7 separate regions of the Mus musculus genome follow, and all the other regions are linked to region 1. A link is a contact called in public Hi-C, HiCAR-type, HiChIP or PLAC-seq and promoter capture Hi-C data. All regions are on one chromosome and are shown on one strand. Each heading gives the region's core, a stretch centred on a gene start, on an enhancer-like site or on the middle of the called end of the contact. The rest is flanking DNA. Distances are from core to core; before and after follow the strand shown.

Evidence for each region. Promoter capture Hi-C pulls out the DNA fragments that hold promoters and counts their contacts. Hi-C and Micro-C count contacts between places; a contact is called where the count stands out from the background. HiCAR-type assays count read pairs that join an accessible place to other places. HiChIP or PLAC-seq counts read pairs in DNA pulled down with a chosen protein or histone mark.
Region 2: a contact with region 1 is called in a Hi-C map of B cells, with 10 read pairs. The contact joins the promoter of Mpnd here to the promoter of Alkbh7 in region 1. A contact is called at or near these places in 2 of 39 promoter capture datasets (liver and pre-B cells) and 1 of 484 Hi-C or Micro-C datasets (B cells).
Region 3: an H3K27ac HiChIP or PLAC-seq map of embryonic stem cells shows a contact between it and region 1, with 4 times the contacts expected there. The contact joins the promoter of Chaf1a here to the promoter of Alkbh7 in region 1. A contact is called at or near these places in 2 of 39 promoter capture datasets (liver and neural stem cells), 3 of 484 Hi-C or Micro-C datasets (B cells, double positive thymocytes and megakaryocyte progenitors), 4 of 115 datasets of contacts at active chromatin or transcription factors (Th17 cells, bone marrow-derived macrophages, embryonic stem cells and 1 more) and 1 of 9 other capture datasets (adipose tissue).
Region 4: a FOXA1 HiChIP or PLAC-seq map of pancreatic cancer cells shows a contact between it and region 1. The contact joins the promoter of Plin5 here to the promoter of Alkbh7 in region 1. A contact is called at or near these places in 2 of 39 promoter capture datasets (embryonic stem cells and hematopoietic stem and progenitor cells), 2 of 115 datasets of contacts at active chromatin or transcription factors (astrocytes and pancreatic cancer cells) and 1 of 9 other capture datasets (liver).
Region 5: a promoter capture Hi-C map of neural stem cells shows a contact between it and region 1. The contact joins the promoter of Sema6b here to the promoter of Alkbh7 in region 1. A contact is called at or near these places in 2 of 39 promoter capture datasets (liver and neural stem cells) and 2 of 115 datasets of contacts at active chromatin or transcription factors (astrocytes and pancreatic cancer cells).
Region 6: a promoter capture Hi-C map of neural stem cells shows a contact between it and region 1. The contact joins the promoter of Tnfaip8l1 here to the promoter of Alkbh7 in region 1. A contact is called at or near these places in 3 of 39 promoter capture datasets (embryonic stem cells, liver and neural stem cells), 2 of 115 datasets of contacts at active chromatin or transcription factors (regulatory T cell precursor and thymic regulatory T cells) and 1 of 9 other capture datasets (liver).
Region 7: a contact with region 1 is called in a HiCAR-type map of astrocytes, with 2.8 times the contacts expected there. The contact joins the promoter of Mydgf here to the promoter of Alkbh7 in region 1. A contact is called at or near these places in 2 of 39 promoter capture datasets (embryonic stem cells and erythroid cells), 2 of 115 datasets of contacts at active chromatin or transcription factors (astrocytes and pancreatic cancer cells) and 1 of 9 other capture datasets (liver).

What each region holds. Positions count from the first base shown.
Region 1 is chr17:56,996,068-56,998,596 of GRCm38.p6, reverse strand. Alkbh7 (alkB homolog 7) reads right to left here and starts at 1,258. Exons shown (of 4, transcript NM_025538.3): 1 at 1,030-1,258; 2 at 35-208. The coding sequence starts at 1,233. It overlaps Clpp (caseinolytic mitochondrial matrix peptidase proteolytic subunit), which reads right to left. Exons shown (of 6, transcript NM_017393.2): 6 at 2,226-2,529.
Region 2 is chr17:56,007,939-56,010,467 of GRCm38.p6, reverse strand. Mpnd (MPN domain containing) reads right to left here and starts at 1,267. Exons shown (of 13, transcript NM_026530.5): 1 at 1,212-1,267; 2 at 882-1,138; 3 at 1-191. The coding sequence starts at 1,218. It overlaps Stap2 (signal transducing adaptor family member 2), which reads left to right and starts at 2,332. Exons shown (of 14, transcript NM_145934.3): 1 at 2,332-2,529.
Region 3 is chr17:56,039,156-56,041,684 of GRCm38.p6, reverse strand. Chaf1a (chromatin assembly factor 1, subunit A (p150)) reads right to left here and starts at 1,269. Exons shown (of 14, transcript NM_013733.3): 1 at 1,134-1,269. The coding sequence starts at 1,173.
Region 4 is chr17:56,116,039-56,118,567 of GRCm38.p6, reverse strand. Plin5 (perilipin 5) reads left to right here and starts at 1,270. Exons shown (of 8, transcript NM_001077348.1): 1 at 1,270-1,485; 2 at 1,679-1,739; 3 at 2,115-2,310. The coding sequence starts at 1,442.
Region 5 is chr17:56,139,078-56,141,606 of GRCm38.p6, reverse strand. It overlaps Sema6b (sema domain, transmembrane domain (TM), and cytoplasmic domain, (semaphorin) 6B), which reads left to right and starts at 1,264. Exons shown (of 17, transcript NM_001130456.1): 1 at 1,264-1,393.
Region 6 is chr17:56,161,230-56,163,758 of GRCm38.p6, reverse strand. It overlaps Tnfaip8l1 (tumor necrosis factor, alpha-induced protein 8-like 1), which reads right to left and starts at 1,268. Exons shown (of 2, transcript NM_025566.3): 1 at 1,153-1,268.
Region 7 is chr17:56,182,652-56,185,180 of GRCm38.p6, reverse strand. Mydgf (myeloid derived growth factor) reads left to right here and starts at 1,261. Exons shown (of 6, transcript NM_080837.2): 1 at 1,261-1,442; 2 at 2,466-2,516. The coding sequence starts at 1,290. It also overlaps a transcript of Tnfaip8l1 not described here.

The DNA.
Region 1 (2,529 bases), core at 9-2,508:
AGCTAGGAGTTCTGATGGAATGCCTTCTGCCCACCTTGACACTGTCAACATGAGGCTTGATGTAGCCCCGAGGTTCCAGGTCCAACACATGTACTGGGGATAGCAGGCTCTGGTCAGGACCAAATGCAGCCGCCCGAACCCGCTGCAGGATGACCTGGCTTGCATCAGACCAGCAGGATTTCTCTGTCTCCCTGAAGCCATGGATGGCCTGAATAGAGAGCTCAAGTCATAACTGGGAACTCCCAGGACAGGAAAATGAGGTACCGAGGGGTGCAGTACAGGGCAGGCAGTCTTTCCAACTTTAGCTCATTATCAGTGAGGTTTCAACCACGCATCTGGTCTTCACGTTTCGTTTCCCAGTGGTCCCTGGTGCTGGCCACCCTAATATTCAGTATCTCGGTCTCCTGTCTCTATTTGATCCCACTCAAGTCCCTAGTGAAACTCCCAACTGCTGGCACTCCCTCTCCCAAGTCTGCTTTTTATTTCTAATCTTGTCACCAATGCCCCTGAAGTGTTCCAGAACTTCATGTCTGAAGTGACATCTTTGTCCTCACTACGCATTCCTTGGTGCCCACCAAAACCCTCCCTTCTGATTCCAGGCCCAGCCCCACACTACAGCCCCTGTTCTTAGTAAAGCCCAGCAGTGATTTGCCCCCACTGTAATACTGCGCTGCTCTGAGCTCAACGTTGCCAGTTCACCTTCTCCGGCTCTGGTCCCTTCCCCTGCTCTAAGTACCATCCACAAGCCCGCAGCAGCAGGCCTTCCCCTGGACTCAGCTCTGGCATCAAGATCAGCCCCATTCCCACAAGACCTCCTGACCAACTGTCACTCATCGAATTGCCCAGCACCCGCCATGTCCCACACCAGAGAAACTTGGTCCCACCCGAACCTACATCGGGGACTGCCCAAAACACACTGTCCCCAACCTGGCCAAGCAAGCCTAGCTCTTCACTCTACCCCTCCGAGGACCCCGCCCCCTCACTATGTCCCAGTGGGCGTCCCCTTAGCTCGCCGCTCCGCCCACTCACCGCGTCCCAGTGGTCGTACTCGTAGCGCCGGCGCCGCAGCTGGGGCTCCAGTTCGCGTGTTAGCGTGTCCTCCTCCTCCTGGCTCAGGAAGCCTGGATGCACCACGGCCTCATCACGCAGGCGGCCCAGCACGGCAGAGTCTGAGCCGCGCACCCAGGCGCACCCAGAAAGCAACCGCATCGCTAGCCTCCTGCTGCCCGCCATCTTCAGGGATTGACCACAGCAGGCTGAGCCACACCCCCGCAAGCTATTGGCTGACACCGCACCACGCCCATCAGCTACTGGCTCTATTAGCTGTGCTTTAAGTCAGTCTACCGCTTGTCCCGCCTCTCGGCCCTGAGCAAGGTCTCAAGCAGTAGGTGCAGAACTAGGGCGAACGGAGGCTGGAGGTCACGTGGGGGCAAAGCCAAGGTTAGAAGTTCAATCAGCCTAGCGCAAATTTAGCGCTTGTCAAACAGCACACCCTGGTGGAGAAAGGAGGATAACTAACTCCAAGGTCAGCCCTTGAGTTTGAGGCTAACCTGAATTTCAGATGTTGCCCACAAAATAGGACATCCAAACAAATAAGACCAAATAATACAACCCCCACCTCAAATGTTTTGTGTTAAATCTAAAAAGAGTCTACTTCCTTCCACACTAATAAACTGGGCCTAGGAAAATGGCTCAGCACTTGCTAAGAGTCTTTGGTTTGACCTCAGGACCCCCAAACATGGTGCAAGCAGAAAAAGCAACTCCTGCATTTGCGACCCTCTGACCTCCATAGGGTCATGTGGCACCTGCCTCCATCCCATAAACTGGGATCCTCTGCTTCTAGTTCTAGTAAAACTCCATAAACATGTCCTGACATTCTCTCTGGCTTCAGCTGGCTTTTGGAGCCTGCAACAAAATGCCAGGACTTTGTCACCTGGTGAGTCACCAGTGTCAGGTCTCATGGGTCTGAGGATCAACCCAAAGTTGGTGGTAGATTCTGGTAGACCCTCCACCCTAACTCTTAACTCTCTAAGGGGCCAAGCCCAGGATCGGCAGGTAAGAATGTACTCTTAAGTCCCAGCACCCACAGGGAAGCCCCAGGGGACCCAACATCCTCTTCTGGCCATGGGTACTGCACTCACCATGCACAAACCCACACATAACCAAAGATGTATGAAATCATATTTCTACCCACTGACTTTGGGGTAGTATATGGCTTAAGTCTGTTGAAGTCAGGTGTGGTGGTGTACACCTTTAATCCTAGCACTCAGGAGGTGAGGCAGGTGGGTACCTGAGTCTGAGGCTAGATTGGTTTAGTTCCAGGAGAGCCAGGGTTTGCTTACTGAAGTGGTTTGTCAAGGTGAAGGAGGCCTGCTGTCTTGGAGAAGTAATGGAAGGTGCTTCAGACATGGGACAAAGACTACAAAGATTTAATTTAAATCACAGTGTCTCAGGCAGTCTGCCCTGCTCTGAGGGCAACCTCAATCCACATCTCCTCTAGGGGTTGTTCTTGGGCCCAGCAGAGGAAGT
Region 2 (2,529 bases), core at 18-2,517, 990 kb after region 1:
CAGGCGGCCTTGTATTTGTCCAGCTTCTGGCCCTTGTACTTGACAGAGGCCCAGCCACAGCCAGATTTCTTGGCTGGGTTGACGAGCTTCTTGCAGTGTGTGGCCCAGGCGCTGGGTGAGTTGAAGACTTGTCCAGTTTCCTGCCACACGATCCTGCCATCCAGCTGCAGGTCCCCAGTAAACTTCCTGCCCTGCAGCGACAGAGGGGGCTGAAACACTTCAGTCCTAGTGATTCCTAACTCCTTTCTCCCTGAGGCTTGGCGTCCTTGTTCTTCTAAGGCTCCCAAGAGGTACTGTCACAGGAACTCCATCTTTCACACCAGTACTCCTGGCACTCCACACCCAGATGCACAACTTTAAAATTAAGTAATGGCAGCCAGAGCAGGCATAACGGCCCAGGCCTGTCAGCCCAACTACTGGGGAAGCTGAGGCAGGAAGCACACAACTTCAGAACCTGCTTGGAATACTTAATAAGACTGTTCTCAGAGGTAGAACTCCTGCCTAAAATTCCCAAGTGAGGGGTTGGTTGGGTGCAAGGTCAGGAATTGACCCCCTGCTTAGAATCCCGCAGTGAGGGGGCTGGGGGCATAGTCAGGGGTAAAGCTCCCTTCCATTCTTGGTATCACAAAGAGTTTTTTGGGCGATCATTTTAAATAACAGTACACAGTTTTGAAGCCATCATCTTCATAGAGAGCCTGGGAAGGAAGGCCTCATTTTACAGATGGGGAAGCCGCAATCACACAGATTGGTTGCCCGCGGACACACCCAGATGGCAGTGGTTATAGCTATGTGGCATTGTGATTAACACGGTTCCTCTGGGCTTCAGTTTCTCTTTATACGCTAGCAGTGGAGGACATGAACGGTCTCCGGGGGTCGCTCACCAGGTAGTAGATGGATAGCACCCCCTCACCGGGCTCCAGCAGCTCGTCTTTGAGCAGCACCCGAAGCGTGACCGCGCGCCTCGTGAGCGCGCCCCCTAGGGCCATCCCAGGCCCTGCCGTGCCGCCTCCGCTGCCACCGAGGCTGCCGCTGCGCCCTCCGCTACCCGTCCCGCGCTCGGGGTCCTCGGCCTCCGCGTCGTCCTCATCCTCCTCCGGCGCCTCCTCGGCCGTGGCCCCGGGAGACAGAGACTCGGGAGCTGCAGCGAAATAGCAACTGGCTGCAGAGGTCGCGTCCCGCTGCCCCGTCCCCGCCTGCGCGGACCATCCTACCTGCCATGGACGCTGTGTCCCGGCACAGCCTCCTCCGAGTGAACGGGCTCCTCCCCGCGCGGGGACACAGCAGTCTATTGGTTACTGAAAATGGGTGGGGAGGTTTGGCCCGCCGGGGGCGGAGGGGATACGGAGCGGTTGGGTTGTGCTTGCACTGGAGTTGGAGCGATCCGGTGCAATTTGGCGAAACTAAAGCTGGAGGTTGGGGGAGACCTGGAGAAGGAAACAGGCCCAGGACCTTCTCATTCAGGGACTAGAGATACCATACTCGAGGCCACCAGCTACTAGGTTGCAACTTTGATCCCTGAGCAGGAGTGGCTCAGCTTTCAGGAAAGAGATGGAAACCTTAGGTCTTGGGCCTGCCCACGCGCAGTTAAAGAAATGAGGGAAGACCTTGGGACACAAGGGAAACTGAAGCAGATGGTGAACTAGAGGGAAAAACAGACTCAGGACGCCGCCCCCCATCCCCTGCTCTCAGGGGGACTATACTCCCTTAGTGGGGCTGCATCCTGGAGCTCATGATTCCCTCAGCCTACAGCAGCGATGAAGGAAGCTGCTAGTGAGGCTAGTGCGCTAGCTAAAGGCAGAGCCCTTGATGGTTGGGAGCAGGGAAGAAACAGGTTTGTAAGAAATGTAGAGCCGCTTTAGGAAAGCAGCTGCGCGTTATAGCTGGATCGAAAGGTCTGAGCCTGGCCAGCTTTAGCCTTTCTAGGGTTAACTCAGCCCAATGGCAGTTCTCATCAGCCAATCACCAGGTGCCTCCAGCATCCAATCAGCGACAAGGGATGGTTCCCACTCAGCCAATCGGCGTTCACGTGTAATCAGCGAGCGGGAAGGGGCGGTGTTACTAGGCGCCCAAGGCCCTGGGCCTTTGTTCTCATCCTGATTTGTCCTTCATCACAGATTACCCCAACCCAGGGAGGTCTGAAAATCCGGGTGGCCTCAAACTGGGGAAAGAGGCAGGATGCTCTGGAAAGGTCTGAGTAATGAGAATCATTCTTTTTTTTTTTTAAGATTTGTTTATTTATTTATTATATGTAAGTACACTGTAGCTGTCCTCAGACACTCCAGAAGAGGGAGTCAGATCTCGTTATGGATGGTTGTGAGCCACCATGTGGTTGCTGGGATTTGAACTCCTGACCTTCGGAAGAACAGTCGGGTGCTCTTACCCACTGAGCCATCTCACCAGTCCGAGAACCACTCTTCCCTTAGCCCAGGCCACCAGACTTTGGGCTCCATAGTTTACCGCTTCCAAGTCCCGGCACAATATGCAGGTCTAACCATCTTGTAAACAGGCAAAGCCTTGAGAGAGGCTCCA
Region 3 (2,529 bases), core at 20-2,519, 960 kb after region 1:
GGTGGTCAGAGGCCAGATCAACCTGAAATTCATCATCCTCCTGCCTCAGCTTCTAGGATGCTGAACTGCAGGTATGAACTGCTACACCAAACTGGTCTTTATTGCCAGAGCAATAGTGTCGGTTTTAAACGTTCCACCTTGGTTAAATAAAAACAATGCTCCATGAGAGTCCAGGAATTGTACGACTATTAATGCCCACATAAAATTCTCAAGCCAGTCAGAACAACAGCTCCAGCCTTCCTGGAATACCAGGCTGTGAAGGGTGTGTGTGTGTGTGTGTGTGTGTGTGTGTGTGTGTGTGTGTGTGTGTATCTTTGATGATCAGAACTGTAAAAGGGGCCAGAGTTATCCCAGAAGTGGATGGAGATTGAGGATGCGGCTCTCCATCCTGAAATTGGCCATCCCCAATTCCCCTCATCTCCGAGCTTGCAGACTAGTGTAATGTACCCAGAAGGGCTGTCTAGTCAGTGGTGCTCAATTGGAGAAATCTTAGTCTATCAGGACCGACCTCGTCTTTTCCAGCCCCTCAATCGTTCAACACACACTGGGGATACAATTTAGCGGGGAATAGGCACCCCACATTTCGGGAAGCCTACCGCATGCTACAAAGACTCCTAACACGTACCCGACTGGTCCATACCACACTCACAAAGGGCCCCTTTTCGGGACCCAGAAAGGGTTCCTGGCTATGCTTTAACCACCCAAACCGACCTTCCTGGACTAGCCCTGCCCCGCAGAGTTGCTGCTACTCTGGTGTCCAGAGCTCAAGTGAGCACGGGCCTCAATTTCCCCGCCCATTGCAAAGGTCCGAACTGCTCTGGAATTCACAAACGCACTTAATAACTTGTACGACTGACTTTTCTTCTCCTTGCCCTCAGTTTCTCCACTTGCTGCTACAAGATCCAATTGATTTCAAGAGGACACAAGCACTCAGGATCCATCAAATCCAACTCGGGGCCTCGGTTTCCCCATTTACTCCAGCTATTTAGGCGACACAAGATGCCTTCGGGAGCTTGCGAAGCTGACTCTTCCCCCTCCCCGAGGCCTCAGTTTCCTAAGAGCCCTCCCTTCTCCTGGTCTCCGCCCCGAGGCCACTTAGGCTTGGATCCGCTCCTTTAGGCAGTTTCACCCACCCGCGGCTGTCCGCGTCGCGGCCTCCGGCTCCTCCAACATCTCCGCGACGGCGGCGGCGGCGGCGGCGGCGGCGGCGGCGGCGGCGGCTCAGGCTTCAGTCGGGCGGCCAGGCTGCACACTCCGCCTCCCACCGGTGTCACTTCTGCTGCCGCCGCGGCCGCCGCGCTCGTATTTGGCGGGAACCGCGGCAACCACCGCGGCCCGCGCGCCGATTGGAGGAGCTTGCGTCACGTGACACCTCAGCCTCCGGAAAAAGAGGTGCACTCAGTACGTCCTCGCGAGAACTTCGGTTTATGTGCTAGAAAATCCCGCGGGAGGCGGATGAAGGCTCCTTTCCGGCGGTTCAGGAGCTGCTGGGAAGATCTGCATTTCTATTGATCCTAAGAAATGTCAATCTAAAATATCAGCGTTTGCACACCCCCCACACCCCTTTTATTGGCTATATGCGTTCCAGGAGGTGGGAAGGGTACGTTTAGATTAGTAGTGACAACTTGAAATTACCCATTGGAAGAGTAATGGGAATTAAGGTATAATAGTGACGGGTTGAAAGTAGCCATTGTAATTAGAGAATTACTTCCTTTAATTTTATTTCTTGCATTAATTTCTCTTTTAACTATAATTTTTTTTCGAGACAGGGTTTCTCTTTGTAGCCCTGGCTGTCCTGGAACTCACTCTGTAGACCAGGCTGGCCTTGAACTCAGAAATCTGCCTACCTCTGTCTCCCAAGTGCTGGGATTAAAGGCGTGTGCCACCATTGCCCGGATATAAACTCTTTCTAAAAATGTTACAGCTGGGCATTTCATTTTTGAAATGATGAACCACTTTTTAATAAATTAACAATTTGCTTTATTTTAAAATTAGGAATGTTTTTCTATTGTAAAATTATAAATCTTTTCAACCATATATTCCTTCTTTTCGTGTAAATTACTTTGAAGAATATTAAATGAAAAAAATTGAGTCTGGTGCTTCATGCTTTTAATCCTAGTACTTGGGATTTACAAGCAGGTGGATCTCTGAGTTCGAGGACAACCTGATCTACATAGCAAGATCCAAGACAGCCAGTGATACGATGTATAAAAAAATGTTTTTCAGCCGGCCTTTAATCCCAGCACTCTGGAGGCAGAGGCAGGTGGATTTCTGAGTTTGAGGCCAGCCTGGTCTGCAGAGTGAGTTCCAGGACAGCCTGGGCTATACAGAGAAACCCTGTCTCAAAAACAACAACAACAACAAAAGAATAATTGCCTCTGTCTTTTGTTTTTGTTTTTAATTTTAAGACAGAATCTCACTATGTAGCCTTGCTGATCTGGAACCCAATCACTAGTTTCTAAATCTTTTCTTGTTGTTGTTGCTGCTGTTGTTAGGTGGAGGAAGAAACCTTTCTTTATCTGCAAACAG
Region 4 (2,529 bases), core at 21-2,520, 880 kb after region 1:
CCAGTCACAGGGGGTCTGTCAACTTTACTGGCCTCTGTGGGGATCAGGCATCTGTGGATCATGACAGATGGAACATATCAACAAAACACCAGGACACATAGACGTAATAATAATAATAACAAAGGAAGTGGGCCTCAGAAGGCAGTCAGCCGAGCACCCACAGATCTGGGTTCACGCCCAGCACCACATAAACATGTGTGGTGTGGCACATCTGTTGTCTTAGCCACTGGGTGGTGCGTTCAAGGTCATCCTTGGCTATGTGGTTACTTTGAGGCTATCCTGGGCTATATAGTGAGTTCTGGTCAAGTCTTGACTACAGAGAGAGAGTCTGAATCAAACAAAACAAACGGAAAAGACTGAAGAATGAGAAAGTCGCCGGGCGTGGTGGCTCATGCCTTTAATCCCAGCACTTGGGAGGCAGAGGCAAGGTGGATTTCTGAGTTCGAGGCCAACCTGATCTACAAAATGAGTTCCAGGATAGCCAGAGAAAACCTGTCACAAAAAACAAAACAAAACAAAACAAAAAAAAAACAACAAAAGAAGAAGGAGGAGGAGGAGGAGAAAAAAGGAGGAGGAGAAAAAAGAGGAGAAGGAGAAGGAGAAGGAGAAGGAGAAGGAGAAGGAGAAGGAGAAAGAAGAAGAAAAGTCCTCAGTCGCCGGGCGGATTTCTGAGTTCGAGGCCAGCCTGTTCGGTCTACAGAGTGAGTTCCAGGACAGCCAGAGCGATACAGAGAAACCCTGTCTCGAAAAAACCAACCAACCAACCAACCAAAAACCAACCAACCAACCAACCAACCAATCAAACAAACAAACAACAACAACAAAAAGAAAGTCCTCAGTCCTAGTCTGAGGTCAGCCATGGTGACTGGACCAGGATTCAGCGTCCCTGAGCCGCTATGGCAACCATGGCGCCTGTGGGGGGCGGGGAAGCTCCAGATCCACCCCCGGCGGCGCCTCATTGGCTCGCGTGCGGAGGCCCCACCCAGACCTGCTATAAGGACGGAGGGCTGACTCAGGTGGGAGCGCCGGGGGGCGGATACACGCGGGATCTGAGCTCTGCACCCAGGTGAGGGCGCAGGCGAGGGTAGAGGGTGGGGTAGGGATGGCCCTGACCCAAACTCGGCAGGGTGGAAGTGGCGGGGGTGAATGCGAGGAGCCACAGGCACAGCAGGTGGCAGGACCCTTGGCCCAGTGGGCCCGGGCCCAGGACCCAGTTGGGCGGGGCCCAGGCGCAGAGGACAGTGGGACGGCCATGGTGGGGATACATAGGGCATGAGCCCTGAGGTCAGCGTCCCTGTCACCGTGGACAGCTGAGGGTGACCTCGGAGCTCCACGTGCAATCTTTGCCTCAACTTTCCTGCCCGTCAAAGGGATCTGATTCTCTGACCGCTGCCCCCACCTCTGCAACGGGGGCTGGTGTGCGGGTCTGTCCCTACTGGAAATGGACCAGAGAGGTGAAGACACCACCCTAGCGCCACACAGCAGGTAATGACATTTGAACTCATCCTCGTCCCACCAGGGCCCACGCCTGTCCTCCCACAAAGTCATAGATTTTTCATTGTATACCTTCTGTGTGTTGGGCCTTGTACATGCCTTGCTGATGGACCCCAGAATACTCCACAGGGCTGACTCTCAGGGTTTCCCTCTCTTTCTGTGTCTTACCCCCCCCTCCCCCCAGAATGTCCGGTGATCAGACAGCTCAGGACCCTGGATCCAGCCTGGGAGAACTGGACCAGCAGGTAAAGAAGGACGACAGCAGGGGGCTGGGGGGTTCGTGGCTGGGTCCCTGCCCGACCAAGGTCCAGTCCCTTCTCATAGCTCCAGGTGTCACCTATTGTAGTCACTACAGTGATAGCATCAAACTTAGGGTACAATTACACCTGTGGGGAAACTAAGGCCCCAAGCAGTCAGGTCTTTCTCCAGACCTGTGTGCAGGTCACCCAAACAGCCCCCCTTCCCGCCCTGGCCTCATCTGTAGGTCCAGAAGTTGCCCTGTTGCTGTGTGTGTGCTGCATGCTGCAGCCTTTGGTAGGCGACCTGCTTTGTGTCCCCCAGCCTAGCACAATGAAGGGAATCGGGGTATGGCTGTGCCCTGATGTAACTGTTCTCTGCAGAATGTGGTGAATCGAGTGGTGGCTTTGCCCCTGGTCAAGGCCACGTGCACTGCCGTGTCCAGTGCTTACAACTCGGCCAAGGACAGGCACCCGCTGCTGGGCTCCGCCTGCCGCCTTGCTGAGCACTGTGTGTGTAGTGTGACTACCTGTGCCCTGGACCACGCACAGCCACTGCTGGAGCACCTGCAGCCCCAGTGTGAGTCTAAGTCCCTACCATAGTCCCTACCACCTTGGTCTGTAGTCAGTCTCTGCTATCTTCAGAACCAGGTGTCCCTCCCAGGCCCATTCACAAATGCTTCCCCACACCTCTCTTTTTAAAAAATTTCTGAGTTAGGGTTTTGCTCTGTAGCCCAGATTGGCCTGAAATGCTCAGCAATCCTCCTGCCTCAGCCTTCTGAGTGCTGGGATGATGCAC
Region 5 (2,529 bases), core at 15-2,514, 860 kb after region 1:
TCATTCATGACCATGGGGCCTTTGTTCAGACAGGTCTCCCTGGGGACAGGCCATCCCTGCACCCCCACTCTGCCTTGCACTCCCTGCCAAATCCACCCGTGAGCCTTCAGGGGCCCGGTGTCCCCCCTCCCCCTCTGCCACCCCCAGCAGCCACTGAGCCCTCTGCACCTTGACTTTTGCAGCCACTGGTCACCTTGGCAGCCACCCTCCCATTCCCCCCGACGCCCCCCTGGGCCGAAAAACATTGTTAGAGCTGCGCTCAATAAATGTTTGCCGGACAAATTGGTTCATAGGCCAAGCAGAGTAGGCTGAGAACTGGCTTCATCTTCTGCCTCAGTTTCTCCACAGAAGCTGTGTCTGGCTGATATGCGGCAAAGCTGATGGGCCACAGTGAGGTCTCAGCCTGTCGCCACAGTGGTGACACCAAGGAGTCTGCTCCAGCCCCTCAGGGTGTGCACAGGTCAGAGTTAAAATCCTGACACCCACAGATTTGGCTGTCCCGGGCAGCTCACAGTCCCAACCTTTGGTTGAGTGTCCTCAGCTGGATGGGCTTCAGGGCGACCCTGTGAGCAGGATTCAACTCCACACACAATTACAAAAGCAGTTGTGTGGTGCTTACTGTATACTGGAGGTGCCATCAGTATACTTACTGTATTCTGAGGCAATGCCTAGCCCAATCGGAAAGAGGTTTTCATTCAGCGTCATGGCTGGGATGAGGAGGGGCTTTGGACAGAGGGAAACTGAGGCATGGAAAGAGATATCTTGCTGTCCCAATGTCCCTCAGAAAGTGAGTGTTGGCGGCGTGCTGGGGCAGGCCTTTAGCCTAGACTCCCCAGGAGAGTCTGTCTTAGTCAATCAATCATTATAAATAAAAAATGAGACCTTGGTGGTTTGACTCAATGATGTCATGAGCCACCAGGACCGTGGGACCACGTCCATGAGGTTCCTGTGTGTGGGTGACTGGTCAGATGAATTGGGAATTCACTAGAATATACCAGAAAACATCTATGGAGTGCCTACGGTATACTGGAGATGCCCAGAGTCAGAACAGCGCCCAGCTCAGTGCGGGAGTCGGTGGTCTTCAGAACCACCCCAGTAGAGAGAAGTGGGAGGCAGAGAAAGGGAAACTGAGGCCAAGGATGGTGGAGGCGCCCCCTCCCGTCCGTGCTCCGCTCCTTGGTGGTCTGCTCCGGGTTTTGCGAAGCTCCGAGCTCGGGCGCTGGGGGCGGAGGTGGCGGAGCTGCGAGTCGCAGCGGCGGCGGCAGAGATGCGGCCCCGGCCGGGACACCGCGCTGCGCCCCCGCGGGAGCCGCCCGCGCGTGGGAGCCCGGGCTGAGACGCTGCGGGGCCGGGGCCGGGGCCGAGCCGAGCAGGTGCTCGGCCTGCGCTGGAGGTGAGTGCAGGGACGGACGCGGGGACGCACCTTGGACAGATGCACGGGGGACAGATGCGGCGACGGACGCAGGGACGGACGCAGGGACAGACGCAGGGACAGATGCAGGGACAGATGCAGTGGGCATGCACGCACCAGGCGCGCACAGGGCGCGGGCGCCTCGTGCAGCGGCACTGGCTTGGGGGGCCCCCCGCGTGCGGTCGCAGCTCCAGCGCCCTGGGCGGGGCTAACGGGCTGCGCAGCGGGCGGGGATTGCAGCCAAGGCCCCGGCTCATCGCGCCGGGGCACTGACAGTGGCTTCGAATTATTGGGGTGACGGCCTACTGATGGGGGCGGGGGAGGGGGCGGGACACATAGCCGCGACCTTTCGTGGGTCCCCACGCGGCCCTGTGCACCAGCTGTCCCCAAGCTCTTGGGTACCGGCTGGTCTTCGCCGGCCGCGCAACTGACATGGGGGGGGGGCAGTCCGCGGCCAACGCCCCCGCTGCAGCACAGCCCTAAGCTGGGCTGCCAGCCCCCCCCCCCAAAGCCTGACAATGGGACAAAGGAGCGTCTCTGGCAGCCGCGCGGGGTGGGTGCCACCGTGGCCCCCCTGGCCGACCGCGGTGCTGATTGGTCCCTGGAGCGGGGGTCACGTGCCCCATTCTGCTCTCCACTGCCGACTTTGGGGCGCCTCCCCAGGGCTGCTGCCAGGCCGAACCCCCCACCTTGGCCTCAGATGGTGAATTCTAGGCCTACAACAGCCCTGAGGTCGGGAGGGACTCCTGGGTCCCAGGTCCTCTCTGCCTGGTCTCTGTCACTGAACCCCCAACCCCCGCCGCCTAAGGTCGGTGTCACTCTCATCTGAGGTTCCCAGGTCTCTGTCACCTGCCTGAGGTCTGTGTTGCTCCCCATCTGAGGTCTGTGTTGCTCTCCAGGTCTCCGGGACCCTGGCAGGTCTGTGTCACACTGCCTGACGTCTGTGTCACCCCCAACTTCTTATTTTTTACCTGCTCGATGCCCCAATCCCAAACTGAATGTGATGGAGTTGGGAACCCCAATATTGCAGGCCAACAAGCTTTGGGTGGAGGAGGGTGGCCCTGGGGACAGAATGGCTGGAGGGACTTGCCAGAGCGCCTCTGCCTGGTTACAACGTG
Region 6 (2,529 bases), core at 19-2,518, 830 kb after region 1:
GACAGAAAAACAGGAAGTTTGGCACTCAAAGCCTACATTCCTGTTCTCTCTCTCTCTCTCTCTCTCTCTCTCTCTCTCTCTCTCTCTCTCTCTCTCTCTTTCTCTGTTGGCTGTTGTTTGTTACAGGATCTCTATACATAGTTATGGCTAGCCTGGAACTCACTTTGTAGACCTGGCCTCAAACTTACAGGCATCCACCTGCCTCTATTCTAAGCACTGGGTAAATGGGTAAATGTCCTGGTATATGTTGTGTTTGGGCCGGAACCCAAGGCCTCTTGCTTACTAGGTGAGCACTCTACGCACTGGGCTACACCCTAGGGTCCCTTTTGTTTTAGAGACAGCCTCGGTGTGTAGCCCACCCTGGCTCAGCCTCTCTTTTGTCTGTTTAAGCACCCCCAAGAAGCCTCAGGGAGTCACGAAACAACTGTCCCAAGTCAGACAGGGAAACTGAGGCTTATAATTAAGTTACTTGTTCAAGTGAGTCAGGTTTGTCTGAGCTGTGTCCTAACCCCAAGGCAAGGTGTTCAGAGGCGTCACAGCCTGGAGCTCGGGAAGTGACCCAGAGGCCTGTTTCCAGTTTAGTGTTCCACCCTGTCCCTCTCCAGCCCCGCTGCTCACAAAGGTGACAAACCAGAATATGGTTCTGGAGACAGTGTCTCCATCTCTCTGGCCATCCGCAGCCCATATTCTGGACCCCAGTTTATCCTCCAAACCAACACTGAAAGAGCCAGGAGGCTGCAGACCTGGATCAGGTCACCTGCCAATTATGTGACAGCCACTGTCCCAGTTCCCAGATGGTAAAACTGAGTTCAAGCCCTCGGGCAATGGGAAGCTTGAAGTGCCAGTCCCAGTCAGGGTAACCCTGCACCAGCCAGAGCCACAGTGGGGTCCAGCTGGCTACCTCAGAGAATACCTAGACCATTCTGGAGTCAGGCTGCACACTTGTACAGAGCCAAGTCCATCAAGTGTCCTCTTGAGGACATGTGTTAGGACTATTACAGTAGCCCACAGCAACCTGCTCACAACACCCATGCTCCCACAGTCAGTAATAGGTATACAGAGGAAACTGAGGCGGGATATACAGAGGACGGTGTGGGGATAGGAGGGGACGGAAAGAACCCAGGATAGCCAATGCAGGACCCCATCGCTCACCTGCTCCTCGGGATGTGTCAAGCCTTCAGTTTTCTGTAGGTGCCTCTGTGGGGCCAGAGGCATTGGCCGCTGGATCTGAGCCCGGCCGCTGGCTAGGAGGCCACGCCCCCGAGAAAGGGCTCGCCCCCTCTAAACGCTCACTGGCTCAGCAAATGGTAGCGCACAGGCAGTGTACGAAGGAGCCAATGGCAGCAAGCCTCTGCCAGGAGGTGGGAGGCATGACGCGGGCGTGGGCGAGGGCGTGGTCTGCGGCCGGGAGATTCCTCCGGAATAGCGCCGGCGCTGGGTGCCCAGCGCAAGGGATGCCGTGGCGGGAAAGTGTTGGAAGGAAGAGGAAGGAGACTGAGACAGAGAAAAATGGGGTATACGTGCACCGCGCGACAGAGATCTGAGAGGCCAAAGCGAAGAGAGGCGCCTCCGCGAGACACCTGCATCCCTCTGAGCGGGTCTCAGTTTACCCACTAGGTAGTTAGAGTGTCACCTGGGACTCCCATGACAAATGCACCCCAACATTTGCCTTGCAACAATTTTGGGGTTCCTGAGTACTGCGGAGACTCTCTTTCAGTTGGTGTCTCTGGAGTAAGGGGGGAGGCACTGTGATGACCTCCCTGACAGAGGCCAGACAGGGCCAGCTACCTCCCAGGGGGCAGCTGTGAGACCTGGAAAATCAGTCTGGGAGTGATTCCCACACTCCCACCACCCCCAACCCATCCCCAACACCCCCACCTTACTCCAAACTCCACCCCAACTCAACCACGGGTCTGCACTTCCTGTGCCTGGATGGCCCTGTCACAGCAAGGACACTTGGAAAAGCCTCATCTGCCATCTTCCCTCTTCAGAAAGCCCCCTCAGGTGTTTGCTGACTGCATTCTAACCTTCCTTGCATGAGCCTTAACACACAAAACTAAATCCAGGCTTTTGAGAGATAGAAATTGAGACCCAGAGAAACCTTAAGTGACTTGCCTAGAGCAGCACAGACCCAAGTGGCTTTCCTGATTTCAGATTGTCTGTGCTCTGGGCCAGGAACTTACAAGTTCAGTAGCCATCCCAGCTCTGCCGGGTGCTGAACATGGCCTCTATCTGCTCTGTACCAGGAGCTCACCCTTGTGACAGCCACACAGGACCCTAGACAGAGCTCAGTATCAAAGACAGAGACCACAGCTCTAGGTTTTTCATACCCCAGTATGAGCCAGGGCAATTAGTGTGTTTTTGAGGTGTGTGGGGGGAAGCAGGTGTCACTGAAGCAGGTTTGGGGGCTTCTGATTTTTGAGCACTTAGAGTCTGAGGAACCCACAGATATCATAGGTGTGATAAAGTGGGGATCAAACCCAGCTGTGTGGGTTCAGGGCTAGAGCCTACCCCTCCCACTTGCCTAGA
Region 7 (2,529 bases), core at 12-2,511, 810 kb after region 1:
ATGAGGTACTTGTAACTAGATAGAGGATCACTTAGCCGTAGAGTCTAATTTTAAGATACTTATTTTCTGTTGTGCAAGGCTGCTTGCCCCAATTCACATGTAGTGAGAACAGCTTTTAGGAGTCAGTTCTACCACCATCTAGTGACCAGGGCTGAAGTCATGGCTGCAAGCCCTTTACTCACTATTCCATCTCGCTGGCCAGTGGAAAGATGGGAAAATTATTCAGCAGCAGAGGGCTGGCCAGGCATGCTCTAGGTCCGGTAACAGCATAGCAACACCTGTGACCTATAGGAAGCTGCAAAACCGGAAGAATTCACTTTTAAAGTATTGCTATTATTATATTATTTTCATGTCTGTCTGTGTACCACATGCATACCTGGTACCTGCAGAGGCCAGAAGAAGACATCGGATCTCTTGGAAATGGAGTTAAAGTTGTAAAGCACCATGTGGGTGCTGGGCTTCAAATCTTGGTCCTCTATAGAACAGCCAGTGCTCTTAATTGCTGAGCCATCACCGCAGCCCTCACAATAAAATATTTTTGAAAAATATGCCGGGAAGTGGTGTCGCACACCTTTAATCCCAGCACTTGGGAGGCAGAGGGAGGTGGATTTCTGAGTTTGAGGCCAACCTAGTCTACAGAGTGAGTTCCAGGACAGCCAGGGCTACAGAGACCCCCCACCAAAAAAAACACAAAAAACAAACCTTAATACACACACACACACACACACACACACACACACACACACACACACACACACACATATATGTAAAATATGTTACAAAACAAAAAACAATCAACAGGTGGTGGTGGAGGCCTACGCCTTAATCTCAGCACTCAGGTGGCAGAGTCAGGCAGATCTCTGAGTTCCCGGCTAGCCTGGAGAGATTTCCAGGACCTTGTCTCGTCAAAACCAAAAAAATAGGACAAATAAAAGTGAAATAAACCATATTTATTAACAAATGGATAATCTAACAAAATTAAACACTGTCAACCCCCATGTTGTCCTGAAGTGAGTCCGGGAGCCCATTTAAGTGAGATATAAAAATATCCGGGGGGGAGGCAAAAGTTACCTGCAAACTCCAACCCAAACAAGCGCCAAGACGAAGTCGCCCTCCAGGCATCCGCGAGCGTCAATCAGAGGCGCTGTAGTGCATCACGTGCCAAGTCGAGTCCCGCCCCACCATGGCAGCCAAATCGGGCGGGGCGACGTTGTCACCGTTCGGCGCTGACGTGTCCCGCGCGTGTCACTCCACGTTCGCGAGCGCCTGCGCATTGCCCCGGAAGCAAGATGGCAGCCCCCAGCGGAGGCTTCTGGACTGCGGTGGTCCTGGCGGCCGCAGCGCTGAAATTGGCCGCCGCTGTGTCCGAGCCCACCACCGTGCCATTTGACGTGAGGCCCGGAGGGGTCGTGCATTCGTTCTCCCAGGACGTAGGACCCGGGGTACGTGCTAAGCCTCCTGCCCGGGAATCGATGCCTATGGACTTCCGATCAGGTGGTCCTGGAGACCGGGTGGAGTGGCAGAGGCAGGGTTACCTGAAGAAGGGACCTGGCTGCCTCGTCTGTCTTCTGTCAGTCACTCCCTACCTGCAAGGCGACTTCCCCTTGCCCATCTCATTGTAGAAAAGGGAATACTGGTTGATAAGAGCAGCGGATCTAGGGGACTGGCTATACAGGTCGCACGTGGGTTACTCACTGAACCCGGACTAGAGCGGGAGCACCCCCCAAGCCTTACACGAGTCCATCACCTCTCCTTTCAGCGAGCCAGCAGTCAGCCTAGCCTCTGCCCGCCCCAGCTTGGCTTCTGGGACAGCGGTGTCCCTAGTGACCATTTCTTGAGACCATTACTATAGTCCTGTGCTTTCTGGCAGGTTTGTGTTGTGGGCAGGAAGCAGTACAAGCTTGTATCTAACAGGAGCCCCGAGTACTGACCTCATAGGTGATGTTCTAGGGATGATTGCTGAAGGCCATTTGACCTTCCTAGGAAATCACAGTGATTTGAGCAAAGTTCTGAGCTCCTGAGAGGAGAGAGATCTGGTGGCCTCTGGAGGGTGTACTGAGGGATGGAACCTAGAGTCTCACATCGGCAGAGCCAGGGTTCTGCCCCGCCCTAGGCAGGGGCTCCACCCCTGAGCCACATCCCTAGCTCCTCATTAGGGGATTCTAGGTGGGACTCCACCCCTGAGTCACCCTCCCAACCCCTCACTGCTGGATTCTGGACAGGCTCAACCCTTGACCTTCTGGGCAGGGGCTGATGTATATCTCAGTCCTTTTTGATCTGTTTTACATCGGGACAGCACCTTGCTAAGTCACCCAGGCTAGCTTATGTCCCAGTTCCCAGTTCTGCGTCAGCCTCCTGGATACCAGAGATGATGTGCATACAGGACCATGCCCAGTATGCTAGGGTCTTGGTTCTGAGTATTGAGATCTTTGCTCTTCAGCCTCCTTTTATTTCTCCTTCTACAGAACAAGTTTACATGTACATTCACCTACGCTTCCCAAGGAGGGACCAACGAGGTAAGTTCCTCAG